Regions from separate parts of the Mus musculus genome. Here all the other regions are linked to region 6. A link is a contact called in public HiChIP or PLAC-seq and promoter capture Hi-C data. All regions are on one chromosome and are shown on one strand. The core of a region is the stretch at or near the end of the contact, and the rest is flanking DNA. Distances in the headings are between cores, read along the strand shown. Region 1 holds the start of Hmga1b (high mobility group AT-hook 1B). Region 2 holds the start of Pcyt2 (phosphate cytidylyltransferase 2, ethanolamine). Region 3 overlaps Aspscr1 (alveolar soft part sarcoma chromosome region, candidate 1 (human)). Region 4 holds the start of P4hb (prolyl 4-hydroxylase, beta polypeptide). Region 5 holds the start of Fn3k (fructosamine 3 kinase). Region 6 holds the start of Cd7 (CD7 antigen).

The links. Promoter capture Hi-C pulls out the DNA fragments that hold promoters and counts their contacts. HiChIP or PLAC-seq counts read pairs in DNA pulled down with a chosen protein or histone mark. Capture Hi-C pulls out chosen DNA fragments and counts their contacts.
Region 1: a promoter capture Hi-C map of the SN4741 cell line shows a contact between it and region 6, with 5 times the contacts expected there. The contact joins the promoter of Hmga1b here to the promoter of Cd7 in region 6. A contact is called at or near these places in 6 of 39 promoter capture datasets (the 3T3-L1 cell line, the SN4741 cell line, embryonic stem cells and 2 more), 1 of 15 datasets of contacts at CTCF or cohesin (embryonic stem cells), 4 of 484 Hi-C or Micro-C datasets (all in embryonic stem cells), 1 of 115 datasets of contacts at active chromatin or transcription factors (pancreatic cancer cells) and 1 of 9 other capture datasets (embryonic stem cells).
Region 2: a contact with region 6 is called in a promoter capture Hi-C map of adipose tissue. The contact joins the promoter of Pcyt2 here to the promoter of Cd7 in region 6. A contact is called at or near these places in 5 of 39 promoter capture datasets (the SN4741 cell line, cranial neural crest, embryonic stem cells and 2 more), 1 of 484 Hi-C or Micro-C datasets (embryonic stem cells), 4 of 115 datasets of contacts at active chromatin or transcription factors (T-cell acute lymphoblastic leukemia, embryonic forebrain, memory CD8 T cells and 1 more) and 1 of 9 other capture datasets (adipose tissue).
Region 3: a contact with region 6 is called in an HNF4G HiChIP or PLAC-seq map of pancreatic cancer cells. The contact joins the enhancer-like site here to the promoter of Cd7 in region 6. A contact is called at or near these places in 5 of 39 promoter capture datasets (the SN4741 cell line, cranial neural crest, embryonic stem cells and 2 more), 16 of 484 Hi-C or Micro-C datasets (CD4 T cells, Sertoli cells, brown adipocytes and 4 more), 4 of 115 datasets of contacts at active chromatin or transcription factors (T-cell acute lymphoblastic leukemia, embryonic stem cells, fetal liver and 1 more) and 3 of 9 other capture datasets (adipose tissue, embryonic stem cells and liver).
Region 4: a contact with region 6 is called in a promoter capture Hi-C map of embryonic stem cells, with 2.1 times the contacts expected there. The contact joins the promoter of P4hb here to the promoter of Cd7 in region 6. A contact is called at or near these places in 4 of 39 promoter capture datasets (cranial neural crest, embryonic stem cells, pre-B cells and 1 more), 1 of 115 datasets of contacts at active chromatin or transcription factors (memory CD8 T cells) and 1 of 9 other capture datasets (embryonic stem cells).
Region 5: a contact with region 6 is called in a promoter capture Hi-C map of the SN4741 cell line, with 4 times the contacts expected there. The contact joins the promoter of Fn3k here to the promoter of Cd7 in region 6. A contact is called at or near these places in 2 of 39 promoter capture datasets (the SN4741 cell line and cranial neural crest) and 1 of 115 datasets of contacts at active chromatin or transcription factors (bone marrow-derived macrophages).

Annotation. Positions count from the first base shown.
Region 1 is chr11:120,761,494-120,764,653 of GRCm38.p6, forward strand. It overlaps Hmga1b (high mobility group AT-hook 1B), which reads left to right and starts at 1,301. Exons shown (of 2, transcript NM_001166477.1): 1 at 1,301-1,497; 2 at 1,531-2,899. The coding sequence starts at 1,396. The coding sequence ends at 1,719.
Region 2 is chr11:120,616,516-120,619,751 of GRCm38.p6, forward strand. Pcyt2 (phosphate cytidylyltransferase 2, ethanolamine) reads right to left here and starts at 1,430. Exons shown (of 14, transcript NM_024229.3): 1 at 1,249-1,430. The coding sequence starts at 1,337. Sirt7 (sirtuin 7) reads right to left here. Exons shown (of 10, transcript NM_153056.3): 10 at 1,856-2,534. The coding sequence ends at 2,333.
Region 3 is chr11:120,702,491-120,705,521 of GRCm38.p6, forward strand. Aspscr1 (alveolar soft part sarcoma chromosome region, candidate 1 (human)) reads left to right here. Exons shown (of 16, transcript NM_026877.2): 10 at 1-60; 11 at 1,113-1,175; 12 at 1,582-1,634. Among named protein-coding and RNA genes, the nearest start is that of Cenpx, 9.8 kb to the right of the region's middle. Within about 2 kb of position 1,606, at least 74 of the 459 cell types and tissues checked have an H3K27ac peak or open chromatin away from gene starts, as enhancers often do. A contact at or near this core is called in the SN4741 cell line and pancreatic cancer cells, where this site is marked.
Region 4 is chr11:120,571,583-120,574,537 of GRCm38.p6, forward strand. P4hb (prolyl 4-hydroxylase, beta polypeptide) reads right to left here and starts at 1,671. Exons shown (of 11, transcript NM_011032.3): 1 at 1,075-1,671; 2 at 1-145. The coding sequence starts at 1,225.
Region 5 is chr11:121,433,592-121,436,653 of GRCm38.p6, forward strand. It overlaps Fn3k (fructosamine 3 kinase), which reads left to right and starts at 1,362. Exons shown (of 6, transcript NM_022014.4): 1 at 1,362-1,538. The coding sequence starts at 1,398.
Region 6 is chr11:121,037,910-121,040,879 of GRCm38.p6, forward strand. Cd7 (CD7 antigen) reads right to left here and starts at 1,569. Exons shown (of 4, transcript NM_009854.2): 1 at 1,384-1,569; 2 at 127-441. The coding sequence starts at 1,456. All of the region lies in intron 1 of Gm11775 (a long non-coding RNA gene), which reads left to right.

The sequences.
Region 1 (3,160 bases), core at 51-2,550, 280 kb before region 6:
GACTTGGTGCCTGTGTCGTTCTTGTCACCACCGGCTCGGAGTGGAGATGACGACAGTAGGTAGGTAACTCAGCTGACTTTTGCGTCTTCTGGGCTCTGATCTGCAGTCTTTCTTCTTTGCTGCTTGGTTTGTCTGAGAGAGACTCTCAGCTTTTGTTGCTTACCCTGACAGCAAGGGATCTTGTGAAATTGGTCAGTTTCAGGAACTTCCTGAAACTATATGAGTTGTTTGCATCCCTACTTAAGGAACTTCCATGCAGGATGGGGTGTTTTAATTTCAAAGGAAACTGTTATACAACAGTCCTCACATAATGTTGTAGTTAGGGCTCAGCACATGACTCTGGATAGAGAAGTCTTCAGACAACATAGGTGACAGGAGATAGAGCAGGAGCTGTGGAGGGTGAAGACATCTTAGGAGAAATGCGCTCCTAAGGGCGAAGCTAGCAGATGACTGTCTTCCCAAGACGTTGGAGCTTGATGCTCCCTTCCTGGTAAACCACTTCCTCCTGCCTGGTGGCCAACTGGCATCCCTGAAAGGCCACCATTTCCCAGGAGTTCCGATGGCCACCAGACAGCAGGTTGGTCACAATCCACAGCTTTTGTCATAGAAGGGGAAGGGCTTTGATCTTACTGGATAGATCAGGCCAGACACCAGTATTCAGTGCCACCTGGAGGTTGGCTATAGGACTTGGTGGTTTGCTCAGACTGGGATCAAGGACACAGTGAGCAGGCATGATCTGTCCCTGTTAGCTATGAGGAAACTGCCAGGCAGCAGCAAATGATTGGGCTCCGGGCCCCCACTGTGTATGCTGTCCCCTGAGCCACAGGAAGGTCCCAGAGCACCCTTCTGACCAGTGCGGAGGAATGCTCAGGGGAAGGGTACTGCTGTCCCTGCACTATAGAGCACTGGAAGTACAGCTGCCTCCTTTCAGCGACTCACACGGTCTCAGTGCAGAGCCTGGACTGAGCAAGGGAAAGGCGGCAGTCTGAGCACACCTCCTCCCCAGGGCTGTCCATGAGGCATCTGAGCCTCCTGCCCGGCCCAGATGTCGTGTGACCTGCTATGACTCACTGGATCGTGAGTACTTGTTCCATGAACCCTGACACACAAGACAAGAGACCCTCAGCACACCTCAAACAATCGCCAGACACGGGTTGAGGTGCACAATATTCTCTGATTACTCCTAACTGGCTCCAAAGAACCAGGTCTCTGCTCAGAGAAGAGGAGATGCACAGAGGTACTCAGGGTTTGCAACTGGGGCAGGAAACCCCAGAATCCATGCTTAGATTTACAAGAGTCGCCTCTAATTGGGACTCCGAGTCGGGGCTATTTCTGGTGTTGGCGCGGCTCCAAGAAGGCACTCACTGTGTGCTGCCCCACACATAGAGAAGGAGAATGAGCGAGTCGGGCTCAAAGTCCAGCCAGCCCCTGGCCTCCAAGCAGGAAAAGGATGGGACTGAGAAGCGAGGCCGGGGCAGGCCACGCAAGCAGCCTCCGGTGAGTCCTGGGACGGCGCTGGTCGGGAGTCAGAAAGAGCCCAGTGAAGTGCCAACTCCGAAGAGACCTCGGGGCCGACCAAAGGGAAGCAAGAATAAGGGCGCCGCCAAGACCCGGAAAGTCACCACAGCTCCAGGGAGGAAACCAAGGGGCAGACCCAAGAAACTGGAGAAGGAGGAAGAGGAGGGCATCTCCCAGGAGTCCTCTGAGGAGGAGCAGTGATCACCACTCGCAGTGCCGCCTGCTCCATAGCCACTGAGGAGCAGCTGTCCCCTGGGACTGGAAGCCCTGCTCCCAGGCCCCTCCCCGCCCCCACTGCACACTACCGCACCAGGCACCAGCTGCAGGCTCTGCTCCGCAGCACCCAAGGGAGCAGGATTCGGCTCAGTCCCTGTGCCCTCCTCCCGAACACACCTGCCCCATCCTGACAAGGCTAACTTCCCATTTAGCCGCAGCCCGGCCTGCTGCGCACCTCCCTCAGAGCCGTGGCTCTCTGGGCGCTTTGTTTTGCGGGTCCCTTCTGCCCTGCTGTTCCTGGCTTCCCCGTAGAGGGTCCTGGGAGCATTCCCTGGCCTTAAGGGGCCCCGGCCCCATCTCACTCTGACAAGGCCCAGTGGCTGACCTAGCAGCAGCAGTGTGGTCAGGGCAGGGGATGCTTAGATCCCAGCATGTCCCCACCAAAGTATCACCGGGTGGGTTTCTCAGCCCCTCCTGCCCCACCCTACAGAGATCATGCACTGGGTTGGCTGAGCCCCTTGACAACAGGAAGTAGGATGATGTTGGCTCCACCCACTTTAATGTTCTCACCTGAGACTAGACAGATGGGGTTACCGCCCATCTCCAGAGTAAGGGCCTGTTCTCGCCTCCACCAAAGGCAAACGGGCACCAACACGCCTCCCCCAGTCCACTCTAGGCTGTTCCTTCCTCCCGCAGGGCACTAAGGAGCTAGCCTTGCCGCCCCCTCCTTTTCGCTCCTCCCTGCCCCCCATGGTTCTGGTTCCATCTTCTCCTCTGTTCACAAACTACCTCTGGACGGTTGTGTTGTTTTTTTTTTGTTCCATGTTCATTCTTAGATACCCACTATTGCTGCTGCTACCAGCGTCAGATGTTCATCCTCCTGAATTTGCCTGTATTCTCTCCCCCACACAATACACTCGAGGGGAAGGGGGGCTGGGGCGCAGCAGACTGGTTACCTACCCCACACTAAGGAAGATGGGGCCCCACCCCGTGGATGCTGCAGCAGAGTGAGGATGGGGGCCCACTTTGATGGGAAAAGGGTGTAGGGCCACCTCCCCTTGTTCTGTGGGGGAGGGGTGGCCAGTATTTGTCCCAGCCTGGGGCTTCCTCCCTGGTTTCTTATTTGCAGTTACTTGAATAAAAAACAAATAGCCTTTTCTGGACAGTCAAAAAAAAAAAAAAAAAAAAAAAAGATTTACAAGAGTCCTGCCTCAAAGTAAAGACGGTGCCTCAGTGTCTCTGCCAAAGGCGGAGTTCCTGGCTGGTACGGGGCAGCAGGTGAGGGGCACCTGGGAGGAACAGATTGAGGGGAACAGCCAGGGGACTCTCTAGACACACTGCAGGCATGGTGGGTTCTTGGGTCCCTGGGCATTGGAATCCAGTGTGCCTGCTCCAGCTAGATCACATCACTACCTTCATTTATAAC
Region 2 (3,236 bases), core at 180-2,679, 420 kb before region 6:
GACTCCATCTGCTGAGATTCCCACCCAAAGCCAACTGTTGGGTGCTACAAAACAAATGTAGGACCTTGTGCATGCTGGGCCAGCATAATACCAGCTGAGCTAGCTACACTCCCAGCCCGCAAGATACAAGAGATTATCTAGGATTTGAATATGGAACCTCCTGCACCCTAAACAAGAATAGTCCCCCTGGATCAACAAGCCACACTCAAGCTTGGAAACAAGAGATCAGTCCTGCATTGGGAGCAGATACTTCCACCCTGACACAAGTGGACAGTTCCCCACCCCCAGGGCTGGCTTAGCTCTCTGAGAGAACAAGTGCCTGTCACCTGCTTTTATCCTCAAATCTAGGTCTGGCCACAAGTACTTTGTCAAGGTCAAGCTATGCAGAAGCCAGCAATATGCTGGACACTGAGGATATCCCAGTGGGATATCCCTGGGACCACCTGTATTCTTTGCCATGGGCCAGTGCTGGGCCATAGGTTCTGCTCTGCTTCCTCTAGAGCCCTAGTGGGCTATCATCATGTCAACACCACAGTGCACGGGGTGGGAGGTGGGACATGATAACGGGCAAATTCCAGGACAGCCCTTGTGCCCACTAGACAGGCAGGGCTAGATCAAAGGTCAGAGTCTGCATCTGGGCTTGTGGCACCATGGTGGGGCCAAGGTCATAGTCCACTGACACGAAGTCAAAGCTGGTGACTCAGGTGCAAAAGAACAGAAGGGGACTGAAGTTGTAATTCAGTGATGGAGCACTTGCCTGTACATATATAGCACACAAGGCTATGGTTCCCATCCTCAGCAACCAACCAAAGACAAACAAGAAACGCACAAAGTCTAGCCTATTCCGCCATGAATGCCCTGAGGAGCCCTGGTGACCATTCCGAATGCCTCTCATCCACCAGGGGTAGGCACGACGAAGGGCTGAAGATGGTAAGTTATAGAAAGGCCAACATCTTATCTCTTCGGCTTGTTGACAGCTCCAGGACTTTCTTGGAGACGTCACGGGCTGATTTGCCAGAGAAGCTCACAGCCTTCCAGCCCAGGTAATTTGGGTAAATGCCCAAGGCGAACAGACAGCCGCATTTCCGGTTTTCGGGGAGCGCACCGTCTGATGCACCCGTGTCTGTACGCTACACTCCTAAGTGACCGGAGGCCAGGTTGCCTCGTGCGGCCTCGGAAGACTCCGGTTCCGCCAACGGCCGGTGCGTGACGCCCAGGTGACCGCCCTCCCCTCGTCGCCCCACTCACCAGCCATCGCACCACACCCGCACGATGCGCTGATCTCCCGGACCCTTCAGCCCAGCAGCGCTGGCAGCCCCGTGCCCGTTCCGGATCATGGCACCGGAGGCCCCCCGCAAATCCTGGCGGCTCCCGCGACACACAGTACCGTCGCCCCGCCCTCGACGCTTGCGCGTGCTCACGCGGATCTCACCCGCTTGGCGCAGCCAATGGCGTGCGCCAACCAGGGCCCCGCCCCCAGCCGGGCCACACCCCCCTCCGCCCAGATCGAGCGGCCAATGGTCTGTGTTGCAGGTGCCCGGGCTTTGGCATTTGACTTCTCCACAGACGAACGGGGCAGGTTAGCACCACAACTGTGCGTGCAGCTCACCCCGTGCCTTAAGCATTCTTAGGAGCCGGGCAGTGGTGGCGACCCCTTTAATCCCAGCACTTGGGAGGCAGAGGCAGGAGGATCTCATGAGTTCCAGGACAGCCAGGGCTACACACGGAAACCCTGTTTCAAAAAAACCAACCAACCAAAAGCATTTTCAGGGGCTGGGTTCTTCAAAAGCGCCTCGATGCAGGCCCTCAGATGCAGGCACCTCGGTGGTGCGTGTGACAGTCATCGGGACACCAAAGCAATTGAGAGATGTTTAATAAGACTTGCTCAGACTGGAGGCTTAGTTAGATTCTCCCTGTGCCGCATACCCAATACAGAAAAAGGCTTCTATAAAGTGAACACTTGTACGTGATAAGGAGTAGAAAGAGGGAGGCCCTGAGACTAGCCTGGAGAGTGAGGTAAGGCAGTGGTGGACTCTCCTGCTGGCCAGGCCTGGGAAGGGCCGGAGCTCTTCTCACAGAGGCCTTGCTGCCACCTTTGTACAGGGGTGAACAGGAGGGAGGTGTCCTTGAAGATCAAGCCCATAGCGGGGCAGTCACAGCAGTGCAAGAGAGCCTTTCCACAAGGACAAATGGCTAAAGACGACCGTCACCGCGAAGCCGGCACCCACTAGAGCCGGAGGGGGCACTCTCGCCTTCACGGCGACACGGGCGGAGCCCCTGAACAAGGGTCAAGCCATCTGCAAAGTGCCAACTGTTCTTTGTCAACTCCGGGCTATGCCACTTTCTTCCTTTTTGCACGCTTGGCACAACCCCTGCCAAACCAGCCTCCTAGGATAGGGGGAGCTGAGGCAAGGGGGTCACTCTGGTCCCCAGGTGGGGCTTCTTCTCTGCTTCTGCATAGTGACTTCCTACTGTGGCTGCCTTCTTCACCAGCACGGAGGGGGGTCGCCAAGGAGAAGATTGGATCCTGCCACCTAACAGAAAGAAAAGCAGCATCAGGCAGGTCTGAAAACCCCTCGAATCGCAACCCTCCCAGGCACAGGAAAGCTGTCTGAGGCCACCTGCCATCCCACCTATGTCTTAATCTGGGCTTTGGCTGGAAGCAGCGTCAGTGACACCAAGCTGCAGGGGACACCAAGCTGCAGGGGAAAGTCTTCAGGGCAGCAGCAGCCCTCGCTCGACAGCCTCTTCTGTCTCACCCACTGTTGGTGGGAGCTGCACACATAGGAAGGGGTAGTGCTAGCCACAGGATGGCCTCACCTCCAAGGATAACTTGCTAGCAACTCTGGGCCCCGTCTCTCACTTGTATGGATAGGGGCAGATGGACCAGACCCTTTTCCCTTTCCCAGACTGCGTGACAGGGATGGGGGCGGGAAGAGGCCGGTTGACTGGGGAGGTGTGGCCTACAGACTACACCATGAAGAAATCATGTGTCTGATTGAAATGTAGAACCACATATTATAAACGTAAGATAAAAGTAAGCACTGATTAAAAAATGAGCTAAGTTAATGTTAAAAAAAAAAAAAACAACAACAACAACCAATAACAACATCAACAATGTGGCACAGGAGAGGCCCACGTCACAGAACACCACAAACATAACATACAAGAATTGCCAGGCCCAGAGGTGAAGGGATCCTTAATTTCTTGAACCCTTTGATTAAAAGAAGTTATTG
Region 3 (3,031 bases), core at 356-2,855, 340 kb before region 6:
TGCGGGTCCTATTCCCTGACCGCTACATCCTGCAGGGCTTCTTCCGCCCCAGTGAGACAGGTGAGTGCCTGCAGTACCTGGGAGGGCTACTGTGCCCTGTTGGGTGTTCTACACCACAGGACTGTAGTTCCTGCCCTTGGAGCTTAGAAAATGGGGTAGTGGCAGGCTGCCATCCTCGCCATGTGACATGCAGGTGGCTCTGAGGTTGCAGCATTTTTGGGTCCTCTGGGTCCAGTTCAGGACTTGGACTGCTTCTCAGAGGACTCAGTCCTGTCCCCAGAGCTCGTGAGTCTGAGTGTTTGGGACACAAGTAGGTAGGAAAGCCTCTGAGAAGGAGCCATCAAAGCCACCAGAGATGGAGCAGACCTTGGTGGTCTGGTTTTTTGTTTGTTTCCTTTTTTTTTTTTTTTTTTTTTTTTTTTTGGGTTTTCCAGATAGGGTTTCTCGTGTAGCCCTGGCTCTCCTGGAACTCACTCTGTAGACCAGGCTAGCCTCGAACTCAGAAATCCGCCTCCTCTGCCTCCCGAGTGCTGGGATTGAAGGCATGCGCCACCATGCCCACCTGGTGGTCTGTTTTTAAATTTTTTTTTTTAGATTTATTTATTTATTTCATGTATGTGAATAATGTAGCTGTCTTCAGACACGCCAGATCCCATTACAGATGGTTGTGAGCCACCATATGGTTGCTAGGAATTGAACTCAGGACCTCTGGAAGAGCAGTCGGCGCTCTTAACCACTGAGCCATCTCTCCAGCCCCTGGTGGTCTGTTTTAAGACAGTGAAGATGAAATAGTTCTAGGCCTGAGGGGTTCCTATCCTGGCAGGGTTCAGGTTGAGGAGTTGGGTCCTCAAGAGGGACCAGGGATGCTGTCATTAGGCAGGCCTCGCTTGCATCAGGATGGGGATCCTAGAAGTGGTCTGTACTGTGGTTCCCACCTCGCTGAACATGTAGGATAGTGGGATGCACTACGGAGTCCTCACATCCAGGGCTTAGCATCTACCACCAACAGGGTGGCTGCTGAGCCTGCATTGCTGGGGATACCTTTGGCGCTCATTGTCCCTAGGTTCCCAGCAGGACCTTGAACAATGAGTGGTGTTCCCCTTTCTCCACAGTGGGGGATCTTCGAGACTTTGTTAGGAGCCACCTGGGGAACCCCGAGCTCTCCTTTTACCTATGTAAGTCTCTGTTCCTCAGCTGGCCCTGCCTCCATCTGGCACGACCCTTTTTCCCTCGTTTTAGTCTGCAAAGTGTGACCTTCTCTCTGGGATGGGATTTAAGATAGCTTTTGCTCTAGGAGCCAAGTTGTCTAGCTCTCCAATCCTGGGTCCCTTGCAGGGAGCTGATATCAGTGCCCAGCTCCCCAGTTTGGCCTTTTTCCCAGTCTCACCCTGTGACTCAAGCTGCAAGGGGGACTGGATCCAGGAACAGGGTTGTCACCAGGGTGACGAGGACCCCTGTGAGCAGCAGAGGTGGGTGGACAGCCTGTGACCTGAGATGTGATTCACAAGTCCTACTGAGGTCTGTCTGCCCTGACACATGGGGCCTACCAGTGTCCTAAAAGACAGCCCCCTCTCTCCACAGTCATCGCTCCACCCAAAATGGTCCTGGATGACCACACGCTGACTCTCTTTCAGGTACTGCTTTCCTCACGGGAGGGCGTTGCTGGGCTGACTGTACTGGGAGGGCAGGGCGCCATGCTGCGGTTGGGTTGGGAAGGAGTGCCCTGGCAGGCGCTGTGGTGGGTAATAAAGCCTTTTAGAGCCGGTGAATTCAGAGGGAGCAGTGCGCCTCTGAAGTTGTTTCTGACAGGGCTTTCCAGCCTCCTCCGCTTCCTGCCTGGCCCCGGGGTGGGGATGGGCCTGCCCAACTAGCTGGCCTGCTGTCCTCAGCTGGGGCCGTCTGGAGGTCCTGGCCCCTGGGCTGCTGTATGACACCAGCTCCTTAGCCTCTGGGTGAGGAAGAGGCCTTGGCAGCCTGGTCTAGGAGTGGTACCAGGCCTCAGGAGGGCTGGGGTCTCCCGGGGTCCTTAGCTGCCTTTAGCTGTCATCTCTGCCTCTTTCCCTAGATCTCCTGCCTGTCTCAGGTAGGAGTGTGTAGTTGGCCCCAGGCTTTTCCACGGGGCCTCCAGAGGCAGACACTACTTGACCCTGCACCCTGCAGAGCCAATTGGAATGAATGCCTTGTCTTCCCATTCCCCCCCCCCCCCCCAGCATCTGGGACCTCCTTAGTCCCTCTAGTCTAATGGTTTCCTTTTCAAAGTCTTTAGATATTTTAATTAACAACAGAGGTGCCTGAAGGCCTCTACAAAAGTCTGGGTTGGGGGTGACAGGCTCCACTGGCTGCCTAGAACTGCCACCATTGGGGTGAGACAGGGCAAGGAACAAGCTGGAAGCTCACCAGGGACTGTACATTTAGGGAAGTGCAGCCACATGGCTCTGCTGTAAGGGAAAGCAAGGAGGTGTCCCAGAGCAGGCCTGTGACCCCATGATCCCCTTCTTGGCTTATGAACCTCCAGGCGCCAGCTCTCTTTCTTCATCTCTGCCCCTCCCTACCTCCCTGGCCAGTGTGTTGATAAACACTGAATCTGTAAGATGCTTTGGGATTGAGGCCAGTGCCCAGGCCCCTCCCCTAGTCTGGGTTCACATGCCCCCTCCCCAAGCCCCAGTGTGCCTCTCACCCGCCTCTGCCTGATTCCTGGTGACACTCTGCCCCTGCTACCAGCAGCCGTCTCCTTTCATCTGTCAGCTCTGTCTGGAGCCACGGGGCCTCCCAAGGGGTGGCATCCCTTCCTGCTGCTGAGGGAAAGAAGCCCGCTCCCCTCCCGTAGGTGAGCAGGCAGCAGCCCTTGAAGCTGCAGCGTTCACAGCTCTGTCTTTGGCAGGGCTGGGCTCTGCTGCCCAGGGGTGGTCTACATTAGACTATGTGGGATGCCAGTAGCCCAGGAGAGCAGGGGCTTTCGGAGGGCATGGGGGCAGGGAGAACTAAACCACAGAGAGGTAGGGTGCAGAGCCCCACCTGCACTGTGAATTTT
Region 4 (2,955 bases), core at 421-2,920, 470 kb before region 6:
CGGACACCATACTGCTGAGCCAGGTCAGACTCTTCTGTGGCATCCACCTTTGCTAGTCGAATCTCAGAGCCTTCTGCCTTCAGTTTTGCGGCAGCTTTGGCATACTCGGGAGCCAGAGCTTTGCAGTGGCCACACCACGGGGCATCTGTAAAAGAAACCAGGACATTGGAAGGTAGTCCTCTATCCAGGTCTATTTCTTCCCTTTGTACTTCCTTTCATAAAAACCTTATCAGCATACCAAGATAACCCCTCTTAATGCAGTCAAGAGACTGCACTGATAGCTGGTGCTCTTGGGCAATATGAGGACAGAGGCCACGAGTGACAAACCAACCCCAATCCCTACTTTGCCCTGTGACCACCAGCACTGTAAAATCATCCTTGACTTGTAACTTCGTACTGCCCCCAGCAATCAGGGTCAGTGTATACCTGGGGTTTACCACTCAGAATCTAGGAAAAGTTAAAAGGTTGCTGGGCCAGCACTATATGTAGCAAGTACGTGTCCAGATGCCTATCCAAAGCTGTTCTTTCTACTATGGGAATGTGACAATCTGTCAAGGCAACCTGGCAGCTGTGTTGGAGCTCACACACTTGTAAGCAGAAGTAAAGGCTTAGATCTGGCTTGCTTCCCGGTATACGGCAAGTTACAGGTAGGGTGGGCATAGTAAAGAGCGTTTGATCTACTCTATCGGAACTGCTAACTGCTCACACAGCCCACTCTGTTTTTCCCAGCTAACAGAAGGTTCTGGCCATGTGGACGTCGTGCACAAAGATACCTTCTTGATTCTCAATCCCGCAGTCCCCCTCAATGAGCTCTGACTACAACGACTTCTACTTTGGGTAGGAAGGATGCTCTTGGGACAACTGGAAGCAGAGAAGCTTACAGTAGGTGCTACCCGCGAGGTGCAGCTCTGGACCGGCCAGTCCGTGTTCCGTGGGGCAAGCTGAGGGCTACGGGCCACCGTACTCAAGAGGGGCCGGCCGCGCAGGACAGTGCTGGGTGCCGCAGAGGGCGGCCCGGAGGAGTCCGTGGACAAGGGGCCCTTCCCCCCCCGCCCAGGCCCACGGCGCACTCACAGAACTCCACCAGCAGGTACTTGTGCGCCGCCAGCGCCTCCTCGAAGTTGCTCTTCTTCAACACCAGGACGTTGTCCTCCTCCTCCAGGGCGTCGGCGCCCACCCTAGCCGCCCAGGCCAGGGCTAGGCACAGCAAAGCACGGCTCAGCATGTCGGACGTCTGCAGCGGGCGGGGCAGTTGGGTTGGCGCCGCCGGGACAGCCAAGGCGACGAGAGCGCGCGTCGGTCCAGACCTCGCCTTTATAAATCCTGGGCCGGGGACGCGCCCACGCCTCCCCCTCGCTGCGCGCGTCAGCCGCCGTGCGCATGCGCCCCGCCGCGCCCTCCGATTGGCCAAGGAGCTGAGAGACCCGCCCTCGCCGTGCGGGGACTGGACACCCACTCAAGGCTGGGCCACCAAGTCGACAAAGACCCGGAGGCCTTTCGGTTCTTGCCTGGGATTGGCCACGGCGCGCGCGCGCGCGCACAAACCCAATGTCCCCCAGCGTCTGATTCGCTGGCGAAAGCCAACTTTCTCTTTCTGGACTTCTGACTGGCGACTTTTCCCACGCCTTCCACACGTCTGGAATGGCTGCGGCTTTCCGCTGCCCGGCCTCGTGGCTCCTGATTGGTGGAGAGATGCGCGTACCCAGCCCGATTCTCCGTCGAACGTGGCAGTGGGCGGAGTCCCGGACCCCTGGGCGGGGCTACGCTTGCGCCTCCGAAGCCCCTCGTGTTGCATTCTGACTGGACCGCGTTTCCGTACTGGCACCGCCCCCAAGTCTCCTCAAGGAAGCCAGGGACGCCACTTCCGGTGCGCGTGCGGCTCGTGCGGTCCCTGCCCAGGTCTTGGGTGACGGACCCTAGTTTCGGGGTCGGTGTTCTGTGCTTTTCTCGGCTGCGGTAGCTGCCAGGCGTGTCCCCACGCCGCGGGCACGTTTCTCGGGCGCCCCGTGGTCGTCCGAGGCTCCTGTCCACCATTCGGAATTCGGTGCCCGAGACCTCTGCGGAAGCTGCTGGGGAAGTGGAGAAAGCAGTCCGTGCCGTCCGCTTTATACTGACCACATGTTGAAATGGCTCTTGAGTTCGTTGGGCTGAATAATAAAAAGGTTTGGCTTCTGTGAATCAGCCTTTCCATTACGTACGAGAGTCACATTTTGTCTCGGTTGGACTTCCTTTTCCAGAATCATCTTCTACTTTGTGTCTCTATCCCTTAGTGACTTGGAACTCATTGTACACAGGCTGGCCTGGAACCCGAGGAAATACTTAAAAGATCTGCACCGGCCCACTGGGTGCTGTAGTTACAGCTGTGAGCAGTCCCTGTCCGTGTTCGGTCCATCTTTCTCTTTCTTTACTGCTCCCCGGCTGTCAACCGACCTGCTCTCCACGCCCAGCCCGGGAGCTCACTCCTAGAAGCATCTTCTTTTTTCACTTCCCACTACGAAAACTATCCTGATTGTCAAGGGTCATTAGAAAAGGCAAACACCCAAATATTAAGTATATAGATTGACTAGTACTACACTGCTCTCAGAAATGGATAAAAAACAAGAAATATGGCATATGGTTTTGTATTTTGATAGTTTTTTTTTTTTTAATTGTTTTTAGTTTTTCAAGACAGTGTTTTCCTGTATAGCCCTGGAACTCGATAGACACCAACCTGGCCTTGGACTCAGAGATCCATTTACCTCTGCCTCCTCAGAGTGCTGGCATCAAAGATGTGTGCCATCACTGCCTGGCAGTAGCTTCTTTAGCAACGTTGTCAATAAGGACATGCATGTATTACCTTTCCTACTAGAAACTCCTCTTATCTAGTGTGAGTTTCTTCCCTTGAAGACCAAGTCCTTTGTGCCCCAACCCATTCAGTGTAGGCAGAGAGGGAGTCAGATCCTGGTCGGAGCTCAC
Region 5 (3,062 bases), core at 112-2,611, 400 kb after region 6:
GCTCCTCAATGAGGGCTATGCCTACCGAAAACCCATGCAAATGTTATCTCTTCATGTGCTTTGGGCGTCATCTTAGTGTGAGGCTGGTCGATAAAGGAACAGCTGTAGAACTGTCAGCTGGCAGGCCATGAGAAAAACATTGAGCAGCACAGTGCAGCCAGGTCTTCTTGACACATGCTGGGAAGAGTCTTATCCCGCTAGGGCCTGAGACTAGAATTCATAGGATGGAGCCCAAAACCAGACTTGGTTTCATATGTTATGAGCTATGTCTCAGCACTGGGACCCAGGCAAGTTAACTCCTCTATACTTTAGTTTTGTCATAGAGAAGGCAGGAGCTAATTATAGCATCCTCTCAGGATATTTGTGAATGTAGCTGACATTCACTTGTGCCCTGGCACATACTCAAAGCTCAGCAATGGATCTATCCACCCACTAATCTTCCTAGTCCCTTTATAGTCAGCTGGGGACATTGCAGTACAAGAGAGGGACCAGCAGCTCATGGTGGGAGCTGCCATCTGAGGCAACCTCTCCTAAAACACTGAAGGGTTAGCACAGGCTGTCTCTTATATCAGTCTGTGGATGTGTTCTTATATGTATGTGTGTGTGTGCCCATGCATCCATGAGCATATATGTCTGCTGCTTTCCTATCATGGCTGTCTGAAATCCAGAGTTCCACCTACCCTGGGTGGAGTAGGCTGCTGCTATCACACCTCCCACAGTAGCCTCTATCACTCAGCCCTGTGGCATTAAGAGGTGCCACTAGGGCCTAGCCAGGGCACCCCCATGGCTAGGACTCCACCCTTATCTGGACAGTGAGATCTTCTCCATGGGATATCTAAGTCTCTAGGCTATGCCTTGTGTTGCAAGGATAAAGAAGCCCTGACCCAAATCTTTCTGCGCTCTTTCCTGATTCTCCCAGTTATGCAGAGAGCACGGTGCCCAGGGTAGACCCCAGGTGGGTGCAGATGTTCTGGGACTTCACGTGCATTCTGTGAGGACACTCCCTTTCTGTCTCGTGGCTTTACAGAACACCCGCCACCCGGTCTGGGTTCTGTTTCTATAGGGTGTGTTGTTGGAGGAGAAATTCTGAAATGAGCTTAGTAATGAGGGTATCGAGAGCTTTTGCATCCCTCCTTCTCCCACAGCAGCCCCGGGTGGAAATCGCCTTGGAGAGAGAAATTCCTCGCTCTCTTCCCCCTCCCACCCTAGCTCTGGTGCCCAAGAGCATGCAGGGATAGCATGCACCGGAGGTAGCTAGGAGCCAGCAAGCCTGTGTCAGACAATGTTGTGACAGCGCTACGCCCCGCCCCCTGATCCGCCCTCCGCGCGTGTTCCCTTCTGGTCCCCGACTCCCCCTCCTCTGCGTCACCTGACCGCATTCTGCACCTCAACTCTCCATGGAGCAGCTGCTGCGCGCCCAGCTTCACACCACAACACTGCGGGCCTTTGGGAGCTCCGGAGGGGGCTGCATCAGCGAGGGCTATGCCTACTACACTGACAGTGGCCCCGTGTTTGTCAAGGTCAATCGCAGGACACAGGTGCGCTGCCCGGTATACAAGGATAAAGTCTAGGAAGGGGAAAGAGGAATGCAGGATTCTGAGAAGTGGTGGAGGAACTAGACCTGGCGTACCCAACGCTCTGCTGAGGGGTCAACCAGCACTTGCATGCAGGCAGCTTCTTGGGACCAGAGGGTTTCTCTTTGCTGCATGATTATTTTCTTGCTTTTGCTCCCACACAGGGGCTTTAAATTTTCTGTAATCACTGACCATGGGGGAGGTGAGTCTTAGCGGTAAGCTGCTTCTGCCCATGTCTGGTCTCTGCTCTGACCTCAGCTCCTGCATTTTCCCAGCAGGTGAAGAGAGACAGGATTCCCAGGGCTAGGTTAGCACCATCGTTCTCAAAGGCTCTGTTGGTTTCTAGGACGTTTAAGATATCCCCGTTTAAGAATGTATGGAGCCAGGCATACATCTAAACCCTATCACTCTGGTACTTAGGAGGCTGAGACAGGAGGATGGTGAGTTCCATGTCAGCCTGGGCTACATGAGGAGAAGCTGGCTCAAAAACAAAAACAAACTAACAACAACAAAAGAATGCATGGAAAACTGTAAGACAACTGAGGACTGTTAGCTAGAGTCCCTGAGAGCAAGCTGTGCTGGCACAGCATGGTGCTCCCCTTCTGTGGGGGGAGGACTCCAGAGGTTCTGGACTCTGTGGGGAGTAGTTCTGGATAGTGGTTATAGTATCTAGGATGCTCCTGGTATCATTAGAGACGGTGAAGGTAGCACCTCCCTGCTTTCTGTGCAGCGTTGGCCTGGTTTGGAGGTTTACCCTGGAAGCATGGCTGAAGTTTGCAAATGCCCTTCCACAACAGGCTGCTCAGCACATGCCTCTTTGTCCCAAGTGCAGGTTGGCGATTTGAGTGTACCTGTCTGACTTTTCCCCTTGAAAGGGGATTAAGGGGGAAGAATGGTTTACATGTGTGATAATAAATGTTTTGGCTTCAAGTTTCACTTTTAATCAACGATATCCAATTTATTTTGTGTGTATGTATGTATGTGTGTGTGTGTGTGAAAGCTCTGGTTTGCATATTCATGACGTGCGTAGAAGTCAGTGGATAACTTTTGGGGAGTTGGTTCTGTCCTTCGGCCTTATTTTGTGGCAAGGTTTTTCTTGTTTCTGCTGCCACACGGCCTGTTCTAGGCTAGCTGGCCTGAAAGACTCCAGCTGACTGTTTGTCTCCCATCATGTGGTAGGAGGGCTGGGATTACAGATGCACACCACCACATCTGGAACACACTACCACATCTGGATTTTTGGAGATCAAAGCTGGGTGATCAGGCTTGAATGCTTTTACCCACAGTCATCTACTTTTTAATTTTTACAAATGTATGATTCTATATGTAGAAGTGTTCACAAACCCCATGAATAAATGCATGGGGGGGGGGGCTGAGGATGTCATTCATTGTAGAGCATTTGCCTAGTGTGGACAGTCTCCTGGGTTGAGCCTCCCAGCACCACAAATAAATAAGTAAATAAAATGCATGTTTTTAACCAAGGTATAG
Region 6 (2,970 bases), core at 319-2,818:
GGGCACCATTAGGAGGTTTCCAGGAAGAAATGGGCTCTGAGCAGACAGCTCCAACAAGTGCAAAGAAGGTCTCTAGCAGCCAGTGGGCTCCTGGCCTGGCCAACAGTCAGATGGGCACATCCTTACCTTTCACCACAACCGTGGTGAACAAGCCACGGGCACTGACTTTCCTGACAGCCTCGCAGGTGTAGTCTCCAGTGTCTGCCAGCTGGAGGGAGCTTATGGTGATGGTCAGGTTCTTCTGGGAACCAGAGAAATTAATTCGGCCTGAGAAGGTCCTGTCTACTGTGGGCTCCTGCCGGTCTTCAAAGTAAATCACATTGTAAGCCTGAGGCCAGATCTTCTTCATTAAGATCCCTTCCAGGTGCCCTCTTGTAGAGCAGGTGATGTTGACAGAATCCCCCTCAGAGGCAATCGTGAGTCGGGGGGACTGGTGTACGTCTGTGAAGAACCAGCCAGTTAGCACCAAGCTGGCGCACAGCACACGGTGACTCAAACACGCTAACACGTATCTCAGAGGCTCCACAGATCCTACATTCATGTATGTCCTTGCACACTCTTGAGCATCTCTCACAGCACCCGCACCCGCATGCTCACACATGCTGTCTCATTTTGCTGTGCACAGGGGCTGCACTCTCTACACCTCCAGGTTTCTTTCTCCCATTTTGTATTCCTGTGAGATGCCTCCTCCATCACACCCCTCTCTGCAGAAATGCTATAGGAACTTGGCAACTTTGTTGCATCTCAACACAAGGACTTCCCTTTTGACTACTCCCCACCCTGGCTGTACTCTTTCTTTCTCTTTTAAGTGAGTCAGTCACTCCCAGACAGCCATAGTCCTATCTCCTCTTTGCCTACTCTTTCCGATGCTGGTTTCTTCATCACCCTCCTTCCCCCCATCATTTCTAGGCATCCAGAGCCTGTGGCTCTGCGCAAGGGGCACATGTTGACTTGTTCATGGGATACTCACTCTTTCAGATTCCAGCCCCGTTTGCCGTGCCTGGCACCCACACCACCCACTTTCCTGTAGGCAAGACTGAGTACAAACCTCAGCATCTCACAGAATGAACACTATGCTGGTTTTGCACAAGAATTGTGCCTGGGAGCCTGAGCCTCCCATAATCTTATTGTAGATCTTTTACACCTTACCACAAGACTTCCCACAGACAGCTGCTCTGAAAGGGAACTGAAGAACACAGTTCTCACAAGCACCAAGGGTAGATGTTAGTCCTGTAAACTAAAGCTTTCAAGTCTCTGCTTTTCCACGGAGCTGGGACTATTCCAGGTCTAAGACTAAGACTTGGGGAAGTCAAGTCAGGGCCAACCCTTCCCCAGGTGGGTGTGTGAGATGCTCTCTGGGAGCCCTGCTACAGGGATGCTTACCTTGGGCATCCAGGGGGCCAGGCAGGATTCCGGCCAGTGTAAGCAGCAAAGCCAGCACTGCCTGCTGAGTCATGACGCCCAAATCCAGGTGATCTGAGCCAAATCAGCCACTCTGGCTACAACACATTACTGAGCACTGTGAAAGTTCACACCAAAAACCCTGAGAGGAAGAAACAGGGGTGTGGCAGTTCAATGCGATTGGTGGTGAAGCTCCGAGGGAGGGCTTCCTGAAGATGAAGGTGGAGCTTGGTGGGCAGGGAACACAACAAGCCAGGTGGAGGAAGCCACCTGACCCCAACTGTCCTCCCTGGCTGGTTGGCTGGCCCACATCTTTATCATCTTTAACCAAGAGTCTCCACAGGAGACGTCAAGAGGAAGAAGAAATAAGAACTAGTCCTGTAACCTGGAAGAAAAATTAGAGGGACTTAAAGGTTTAGAGGCCGGGAGGGAGTTGAAGTTTCCTCTGGTCTTTTGTGTCATTTTCTGCTGGGATGTGTTCAGGTCTGTGGTCTCACCTGTTGTCTGGACACACTGGGGTTTCAGCCTGACACAGCATACCCAGTAGCCTTGGCTGTGGTTGCCTTGGCGGCCTGGGTGATCCTTCCTTAGAAGCATGATTGAGCCAGATCTGCTAGGCCAAAGGGCGGCTAGGAGCCCCTTCAATAGCAATCTGCCTTCTGGGACAAAACCGAGGGCCCTGTGTCTGGTTCCCAGGTTGGGGGAGAGCTAGGACTCTTGTCAACCATGAGTTTTATTGCTGGTACCAGAGCCAGTGTGTCACACTGAGGGGTGAGTTTGTGTGTGTGTGTGTGTACAGTGTCACATAGGGACTCAAAGCAGTTCCTCCGGGGTCCTACTCTAAGGGGGAAGATGCTCCCCCTGTAGGTGGGTTTGGAATGCTATGGTGTAGACAGGGGTGCCATGCGGGGTACTTGAGGGCACATGGGAGAGGGACTCAGGTAAAGGAAGGTCAAAGTTGGAAGATTTTAGGAACAAAGGGTTGGGGAGGGACAGGTCACCTGTGGTAACACAGGGACAGCAGGTATGGAACTGTGCAGCCTGAGAATATTGGAGAGAAATACGAGGGGAGCTGGGTCAGGTGGGCAGTAAAGAAATCAGCACCTAGCCCCCAGGGGAGAAGTTCATGGAAAGACAGACTTTACAGGGAAGTAAGAACAGTCAAAGACCTAGACCTAGTCTCCTTCCTAGGATGCCCGTGGCCACACCAGGGGCACATGGACTGGAGTGCTGCCACCTCTGCAGGGCTGACCTTGATGTGGTCTTCGTGCATCGACACTTTTGACTGTTTGGGGCACCATGCCTCAAGTTTCAGAGATCATAGACACACAGGGCCCTATGGGCTGTGCCTAAGGGCTCCAGGGCTCCAGGAGGAGGTGATGACCCAAACCCCAGTGCATTTATTTTGATTGAAGAGGCACAGACTCTGTGCATCTGGGTGCTGGGCGGTAGCATCAGATGCACTGTGGTTGTGACTCTGGAGGCCACTGTCATCAGGCAGGGTCTTCTCCACTGGGCCATCTCTCCAGCTCACCAGGCAGCGTCTTTAGCTCGGGGCTTCATTTTCAG